Linked DNA regions of Mus musculus: all the other regions are linked to region 2. A link is a contact called in public Micro-C and promoter capture Hi-C data. All regions are on one chromosome and are shown on one strand. Each heading gives the region's core, a stretch centred on a gene start, on an enhancer-like site or on the middle of the called end of the contact. The rest is flanking DNA. Distances are from core to core; before and after follow the strand shown. Region 1 holds the start of Nme4 (NME/NM23 nucleoside diphosphate kinase 4). Region 2 holds the start of Nkx2-5 (NK2 homeobox 5). Region 3 holds the start of A930017K11Rik (RIKEN cDNA A930017K11 gene).

Region 1 (2,915 bases), core at 20-2,519, 750 kb before region 2:
ACTAGTCTCCTCTGTACCCCATCTGGCTTCACAGCAACCAGCGTCCGCTCTTGGGGCCAGGGGGGGCCTCCTGTTAAAAAAAAAAGACAGGTCGGGGTGAGGATGCTCCACATTTTCAGGGCCCTCCCACCTAGATACCTGACAGAGCTCAGACATCAAAGGACTGGGAAGTTCCTGCCACAATACAAACACAGACAAATGCAAAGGGGAGCCGCCCTGGCAGTCGCAGAAGCTGCTCAAGGTGGAGATGGTTTCCCTGAAAAGGCTCAGATAACTTAGGGGCCAGAGAGTCTTGGTGATGAAGTCTCCCTTTCCCCTGAAAAGAAAACTTGAGTCTAGCCTCACATGACTCCAGGTACCACAGTGTGTGAAGCCCAGGCTTGCCCACAAGGAGCTTATCCTCTGGGTGTGGAGAAATGGCATTGAAATCAAGGAATATTAGTGCACGATGTCTAGGCGGGCTAAGTGCTGGGGACCAAGGATCAGGCTTGAGCAGAGGATGACCCACACTACAGGGCAGAAACATAGCTGCCACGGCACGTGCGTCTCCTCCAAAAACAAACGCTACTTCTGAGAGGGTCCTAGCCCCTGACTGACTCACAAAACGGTAGCAAAGTTAGGAGAAACACCAAGTTAGAGAAGAGGTGATCGACCAGGCTCTAATCCCCAGGCCACAATGAATGCCCACTAAACTCAACAGGCTGATAAAAGGGGGGAGGTGTCTCCCTAACTTGCAAGTTCCCCAAGGGACAAGAGACCCAGGATAGCCCCAGAGTCTGATGCCTGCTGGTCTGTGCCTTGGTGAGGCTATTCAATTTCCAAGATTCATGAAAGGAATACCCTTTATCTGGCTCTCAGAAAGCACCCCATGAGTGGATAGAAAGGGCCAAGACCCCAGGAAATGACCGGGGTGTCTTAGGCCTGCTCTGGCTCAAGTTTCAATACCCGGGCAACAACTGCTCCGCGGAGGGAACGTGACCCCATAGCGTCTGGTAGTCTCCCCGCCTCGGCTTTGGCTTTCTACTGCTAAAAGCTCTGTCCCGGGCTGCTGAGGGTTGGACTTGCACTCCTCCGGGACAAGACCAAGCCTTTGGCTGCCGCACGTGCGCAAACAAAGGCCGCGCAGCGGCCATCCGCCTAGTTCCCCACGGGCACAGGACTCACCGGAACTGGGGCGCACCAGCAGGCACTGAAAGCGTGGCCCGCACAACAGCGCCCGCAGCGCCGCGACGCGCCCGAAAAGGCTGCCCATGTTGCGGGCTGGCGCCGCACTGAACGCCGCGCAGAGCGGGCAGTGGGAGGTGCCACGCATTGCCCCGCCCCGCCTCCACCCTAAGGGGCCCGCTGGGGCCCCACATCACATTCTTGTCTTCTGGAGCTGATAGCCTTCAAACACTGATCTCTGTTAAAATCAGGGTGCAGCTCAGTGACGGAGCGCTTGACTATCATGCTCAGAGCCTTGGGCTCGACCAACCCCAGTACTGCAGGGGGAAAAAAAATGAAAAATTATGTGTGTGTGTGCGCGTGTCTATGCGCGTATGTATAAATTTTGCAGTTGCTCATTCAGTTTTTAGATTATATACTTGTTTTCATAACGTACAGTCAAATATTGTTATATCTACTTTTGGGGGCAGAGTGGCCATCGCCGCAAATACCAACTGGCTCTCTAAGTTTGACAGTTGGACTATTTGTCAGTTCTGTTATTACATCCTTGATTTTCAAGTTATCTATCAATTTATTTATTTATTGGAATTTTTTATTTTGTTTAAACCTCTCTAGATTAAAAAAGTTATTTTTTATTTACTAGCAGGGTGGTGGTGGCATACTCCTTGAATTTAGCCCTCAAGAAGGTAGAGTCAAGCTCTCTGAGAATCCCTCCCCCCCCCCCCACCCCCCGCCTGTGTTTTTGTTTTTGTTTTTGTTTTTCCAGACAGGGTTTTCTCTGTGTAGCCCTGGCTGTCCTGGAACTCACTCTGTAGACCAGGCTGGCTTTGAACTAAGAAATCCACCTGCTTGTGCCTCCCAAGTGCTGGGATTAAAGGCGTGTGCCACCACTGCTGAGAAACCCTTTCTCAACTCACCCCCAAAGAAAAATGATTTACATTGAACAGTTGAGAGCTGCCCAGGATGGGTGCTAGGAACCGAACTCACATCTTTTGGGAGGCCAAGCACTGCTCTCTTAACCACTCAGTCATCTCTCCAACCCCATCTGTGTACCACAGCTGGGAGCTGGGAATTGCTTTGACTTTATGACAAAGGTATAATCAATCCTTGCTGCTGTCACTGCATTGCATATGTAGCAGAGGTTGGCTTGGAACTCTTTTTTTTTTTTAAGATTTATTTATTTTATGTATATGAGTACACTAGCTGTCTTCAGACACACCAGAAGAGGGTGTCAGATCCCATTACAAATGGTTGTGAACCACCATGTGGTTGCTGAGAATTGAACTCAGGACCTCTGGAAGAGCAGTCAGTGCTCTTACCCGTTGTACTTTATTTTATTATATATATTACCCCTTGAACTTTTATTGTTGTTTTTTTCGAGACAGGGTTTCTCTGTGTAGCCCTGGCTGTCCTGGAACTCACTCTGTAGACCAGGCTGGCCTCAAACTCAGAAATCTGCCTGCCTCAGCCTCCCGAGTGCTGGGAGTAAAGGCATGCGCCACCACCGCCCGACTTCTCACTGTGTATCTTGCTGGCCTGGAACTAGCTATGTAAACCAAGCTGACTTTGAACTCACAGAGTTCTATTTAAATACCAAGATTAAAAGCATTGCCAGGGCTGGAGAGATGACTCAGTGGTAAAGGACACTGACTGCTCTTTCTGAGTTCAATTCCCAGCAACCACATGGTGGCTCACAATCACAATGGGATCTGATGCCCACTTCTGGCATGCAGGCATACACAAAATAAAAT
Region 2 (2,700 bases), core at 156-2,655:
CCTTCTCTCTGCTCCCAGGGAAAACCTAGGAACGTCCTCTAACTCGCAGAAACCATTGGGCCTCTCTGGCTTTACTCAGCACAGGATCTGGGCCTGGGACTTCCCTGCTCCTTCTGTGAGCTGGCCAGGAGCCCCTCTCCCTACTCTGAGATATTTGGTATTCGGCCACCTTCGGAAGCCTGCTCTTCACTTCTCAGTGTCTTTATTCGTTCCGTATTTCCCAACAGTTCCCAGAAAGGAATTTCTGCCTGATCCTGCCTGGAGATTGTACTAGAAAAACAAAGCCAACCCCAGCTCCTGGGATCCGCAGCATCGCATCTCAAAATCACAACCCGGTCCCCAGACTCCTCTCTTTTGGCACAAAGGAGGCAAGGCCCAGAAAGGCAGGGTGGGCTACACAAGGCCCAGGATACACGGGGCTAAGCTTTCGGTTTAGCAGTTCTCAGTGTCTCAAAGTACCCCCAAATCTGGAAGAGATTTTAACTCTCCAGTACGAAGATTTGTTCTAACGCGGATTGTTAGATAGCTTAACTTTGTAACAGATCCAAGAACAAGGCCCTAACCTACTGGGGTTTTGTAGGCCGAAAACAACATTTTAATCTTCTCTCTCTCTCTCTCTCTCTCTCTCACTCTCACTCTCTCACTCTCTCCCTCTCTCTCTCTCCCTTCTTTTTTCCTGACCCTCTAAATTCGGCGTTCCCTCTAAACTTCGGACTGACTGCGGGACAGCCTGGAATCTTATACTCCAAACTCCCCGCGCCCAGCCTTCACCCCGGACTGAGCTACTGTCAGGCCTGGGTTTCTTGGCTCAGGGTTTTGGACATGAAAGCGATTCCAGAAGGGAAGAGCTTGAGGTTCTCCTTACCTTTTTTATCCGCCCGAGGGTCTTTGGCTGGGTCAGGGTCACCGTAGGCTCCCGGGTAAAATGTGGGGGCGGCTGGGAAAGCAGGAGAGCACTTGGGGGGCGAAGGCGCGGGGCCCATCTCCGCGCGCAGCTCTGCCAGGCCGGACGCTGCCGCCTCGGGGCCAGAGTAGGCCTCGGGCTTGAAGGCGGCCAGCATGCAGGAGGCAGGGGCCAGGGTGGCCTCGAGGCGCGCAGACAGGTCCCCAGACGCCAGGCTACGCTGCTGCTGCTCCAGGTTCAGGATGTCTTTGACTGAGAAAGGCGTGGGTGTGAGCGCAGGGCTGGGGAACATGGTGGCGACGCAGGTTTCACAGCGCCAGGTGGGTAGCAGAGAGTGGTGCTGCCCACCCCTGGGGACAGCCTCCCCGCATGGTGCCCGCCGCCCGCCCGCGCACCCGCCTCTCTGCCCTGGATGTGGCGCGCGGCAGCAGGTAGCGCGGAGCACCAGGGGCAGAAGAGGCGGGAGCAGGCTGGAGTAGGGGGGATTCAGCCTGCCATTGGGCCAGGGGCCTGGATGACAGGAGCGACGGGCAGTTCTGCGTCACCTAATATAGACATAGGGATGGGAAAAAAAAATCCTGCTCAGCTTTTTTTAAAGGGGCCGCGACACATTTGGGATAGTCTCCCACTCCTGCAAGGAGATTGCTCCTCGTTAGCCTGAAAATCCCAGCCAGACACACTCAAAGAAAATACCTGATTCTGTTATGCTGAGTCTAAACGCAGGGTTGGGGGTGGGTCGAGGATTTGAATAAATATTCTTTGCACTGTGTCCTGTATCACTAAATGGGCTGGTGAGGATGGATTGAAAGCCAGAAGAGGGGGGTTATTTTCAGGGATCAAGACTATGACTACAATATTGTTTACTGAAGTCTGCCTAAGAGTAGCCTGCATAGAAAGAGAATCACAGAGAAGACAGTTGTTCTGGGACGAACACTGAGTTTAACACATGAGTTTAAGAATTGGATTGGGGAGCGGTAGTTAATTTGACCTACAGGACCAAATTCAACCCAGGAACCCAGAGGGGCCCCAAGGGGTTCTGAGCTGAATGGAAAGGTGAAGTGGCTAATTGTGGGGTGGGAGTGGCCACCTGCTTCAGACTAAGCGGTGGGGCCAGGCACCTCTCCAGAGAGAAGGAAGCATTGTTGGGGAATTGACTCTTCCTGGAGGAGAGCTGCCTTCTGGGTTGTCTGCCTGGATTCTCCTGAAGCCCAAGCTGCTTCATTTTTCACCCTCCTAGGCCACCACAAAAGTCCCAGACCCTTTCTAGCCCGATCCTCCAGGGCCTTCCTGGGCTTCTACTCCACGGGGCAGAGGACAGATCAGGCAGGTGGAGGGACATTTTCAGTCCAGTGCTGCTTCTGTCTGAAAACTGTCAGGGTTTAAGGAACCCAGGTTCTGTACTAAGACAACTGTCTGGATCTAAGGAACACTTGGGCCCTCCCAGACCCAACAGAGTGGGACTTTTTCCTGCTGTAATCTCAAAAAGAGAAGGCACATCGATTCCAGGCAAAACCTCCCCCACCGAAGGTATATGGTAAGGCTAACCTCTGGGAGAGCTTGGGCTCACCACACCGATTTGCAAAGGGGATGTGCCCTTGAAAATTCATGTGGTGAGGGTCCATCACCTGTTTTCGGATATAAGGATTCCCAGAGTGAACAGATCTGTGAGTCAGAAGGCACACAGATATGAAGGACGAGTTGGCCACCAGAGGAGAGGCTTTTGGAATAGAAACGGAGTGTGAGTGTAGGGTCAAAGGTTAGCTAAACAAGTCACTCTTAAGTCATGAACCCAAAGT
Region 3 (2,904 bases), core at 308-2,807, 890 kb before region 2:
TCTGCCTGCATCCCGCCCCCCCCCCCCGCCACCTCACCCCCGCCCCCCTTCTGCAAGATGTGATGACAGATAGGCATGTGTGCTCAGGCAACAGAGGCGTCTGTGCAGGGGCCATCGATCACCCAGCCCTGGGAGCCACACAGCTGTGCGGATTGGTGCTACCGCTTAAACTAACCTCCCAGCCCGGACTAGGTGGTCCTTCTGGGGCCTTGGATCCAGGGGTTGGGGCTCCTCCTGTGCCTCCCTCCAGACCAGGCACCCGAGGTGCTGACCTCTCCAAGACCCAGAGGATGCTGGGCACTGGTCCAACACAGGGCACATCCCTACACTAGCCCCCACATACACAAAGGCACACTCATCCTGCCCGGCCCCAGCCCCAACCCCAACTAATGACCTGGCATGGGTTCCCTGGCTGCGTGCCTGGTCTGGAAAACTAATAGCTGGAAGGGCCAGCCCACCTATCCGTTGACCCTCTTGAGACTCAGTGTCCTACAGGGATGAGCGCGGGAGCTGAAGAGGATAGCTGGGACCCCAACACCTTTCTTTTGCCTCCCCGCTGCGGGCGCCGCCCTGACGAGCCCTCACGGTGCTGGGATCACAAGCAGCCCTTTCTATGCATCCGTCCAGAGCCGGAGCCCCAACTTCGCGGGAAGTGCCGCCCGCTCACCTTACCGCGTCCGCCGAACCGAGCCTGCGGCGTCTGCTAAATGTGCGCCAGGCAAAGGGTCAAACTTCCTACTTGCGAACACCGCGGGGTAACCGAGGTCCAGAGCTAGAAGCGGCGGCAACTCCACGGCGCCGCCGCCTCCTCCCGCGTTCCCCGACGCCGACTCGCAGGCGCCCACCAAAGTTGGCAGAGAAGCGCGTGCGCCACGGCGCGAGCTTCCAAACGCAGCGACCTCCGACCGGGCTGGGCGCGGGAGGCGGGACACTCTCAGCCGCAGACGACTCCCACCTCTTAGCACACTGCCCTGCGCACTCACCGGACGCGCTGGGACTGCTCCTGGAGGGAGCGAGGCCGGACCCGCCACAGTGCCGCAAGAGATTGGAGTGGCGCGCAGGTGCGGGGCCGAGTGAGGGGCGCCTGGCACCGTCCCCGCCCCCGACGCCTGCAGGCTGCCGCGGGGGTGCGTAGAGGCAGCCAAGTCTCCCGGGTCCCCGCAGCGGCAAGAGGGGGCGTCAGCACGCATCAGTCAGGGCTCTGGCCCCTGACAGCCGCCTGCCCACCCAAATCAGGGCCTTGGGGCTGAACCCTAGGACAGGGAGCCTCCAGAGCGGACTAGGAGAGGCCAAAGCCCGGAGCTCAGGCGGTGGAGTCTATATCTCCTTGCCAGCTTCCACTGGGCAAGCCAGGGAGCCTATGTAGTTCTTTTACTCCAAACAGGAGGCGTCTCCCACACCCCTTGCTCTACCCGCTGATGGTCACTATGCACTGACACCCCTACCCCTGGATACATCCTGCCATTCCCAGCCCCCACTCTTCACGTCCTAAGAGGTTCCTCCCTGCTTTAGGAGATCCAGTGCCAGTGCCCACTATCGGAAGGGCCTCATCCCCACTGGTGGCTTCTCCTGGAAGGGCTATGGGGTGACAAAGGACCCAGGAGGGTTTGGAATGCCGAGCACACAGTGAATGCTGGAACTCCCTTCCCTGTAATGTCTTCATGGCCAGAACTGCTCCTGGGTTGTCAAAACTTAAAATCTGGGCTCACACTTCTAGCCAGATCCCAGGGAAATTTGCGTAATTGTAATTGGTGAGTTCCAGGGGTGCATGTGGGCATGGCTCCCTCCCTCCCTCCCTCCTGCTCTCTCTGTCTCTGTGTGTCTGTCTGTCTCTGTCCGTCTCTCTGGAGTCAGCCTGTGACTGGGGAGGATAACTTAGCCCAGAGGTGTGCTGCATGGTTTTTCAAGCATAGAAGGGTGATTGTTGCCCCAGGCTTGCCCTGTGGAGGCTGAGGTCCAAAGACTCTTGGGACCCTAAGGCTCGTCCAGGCTCACTACTGGTTCCTAGGATTTCCCCAGTTGAGATTTGTGGAAGAAGTGAAATCTCTCTAGGGATTCTGGGTTGGTACACAGGGCAGTCATAGGGTTCAGGGCAACAAGCATCAGTACTTCTGGTCCCATGTCTGTGTGGCAGACATAATGGCCAGGGCTCAGCTGTTGGCCAACGCTCAAAGGTTACTGCCGGTTAAGGAGCAGGGCCTCTCCAGTCTAGTTTCCTTCTGTCTCCATGCCACCTTCCTCAAAGGCAGCCCACTCCCAACTGAGGGACATCCAGAGCTGGAAGTGGTGTTACGTATGAATTGTACAGCATGCTCCTTTCTGCCTGCCTGGCTCAGCTAATCAGCTGACCATGCAGGTGGCCTGGGGCCGGGAGACAGCTTGAATGGCCACTGTGCCAGTAGTCCTAGGGCCAGAAGACCAGCTCCTCATGGGCACTAACTAGAAATGAGTGCAGAGTCAGGTCACTGTGAGACAAGGAGAGTAGGGACACTAGGCATGGCCCTTTTTCTTTTCTCAAGGACACCTCTGTACTCTAGCGATCCTCTTTTTGGGAATTAGGGAATAGGCTGTCTGCCAATAGGGGCAGGCTGGAGGATGTGACCACTGTCCAGAGGAGGCCTGGCTCTGGCATCCAGGGAGTAAAGCCCGGTGTAGCTCAGGTGACTGAGCCTGTGGCCTGTGGAAGAAACCAAGAGGTCTGCCATGTGGCATCTCACTTATGAGGTTGACAGCCCTAGGGATGATCACTGCCTAGGCCAGCTCTATGGAGGCCCGGAGAAGTGAGACAGATAGATATCCAGAATGGGAAAAGTGGGAGGGAAGTGGAGGGCCCACATGCCCCGCAGTACCACCTTTTATAGGCCTTTTTAGAAATTTGAGTGAGAGGAGAGGAAGAGACCTAAT

What was found. Hi-C and Micro-C count contacts between places; a contact is called where the count stands out from the background. Capture Hi-C pulls out chosen DNA fragments and counts their contacts.
Region 1: a promoter capture Hi-C map of liver shows a contact between it and region 2, with 2.5 times the contacts expected there. The contact joins the promoter of Nme4 here to the promoter of Nkx2-5 in region 2. A contact is called at or near these places in 4 of 39 promoter capture datasets (cranial neural crest, liver, pre-B cells and 1 more) and 2 of 9 other capture datasets (adipose tissue and liver).
Region 3: a contact with region 2 is called in a Micro-C map of embryonic stem cells, with 2.3 times the contacts expected there. The contact joins the promoter of A930017K11Rik here to the promoter of Nkx2-5 in region 2. A contact is called at or near these places in 1 of 484 Hi-C or Micro-C datasets (embryonic stem cells) and 1 of 115 datasets of contacts at active chromatin or transcription factors (embryonic stem cells).

What each region holds. Positions count from the first base shown.
Region 1 is chr17:26,094,201-26,097,115 of GRCm38.p6, forward strand. Nme4 (NME/NM23 nucleoside diphosphate kinase 4) reads right to left here and starts at 1,270. Exons shown (of 5, transcript NM_019731.1): 1 at 1,165-1,270; 2 at 1-70. The coding sequence starts at 1,252.
Region 2 is chr17:26,840,160-26,842,859 of GRCm38.p6, forward strand. It overlaps Nkx2-5 (NK2 homeobox 5), which reads right to left and starts at 1,406. Exons shown (of 2, transcript NM_008700.2): 1 at 866-1,406. The coding sequence starts at 1,196.
Region 3 is chr17:25,951,008-25,953,911 of GRCm38.p6, forward strand. It overlaps A930017K11Rik (RIKEN cDNA A930017K11 gene), which reads right to left and starts at 1,558. Exons shown (of 3, transcript NM_001358019.1): 1 at 984-1,558. D630044L22Rik (RIKEN cDNA gene D630044L22 gene) reads left to right here and starts at 465. Exons shown (of 7, transcript NR_152187.1): 1 at 465-1,751.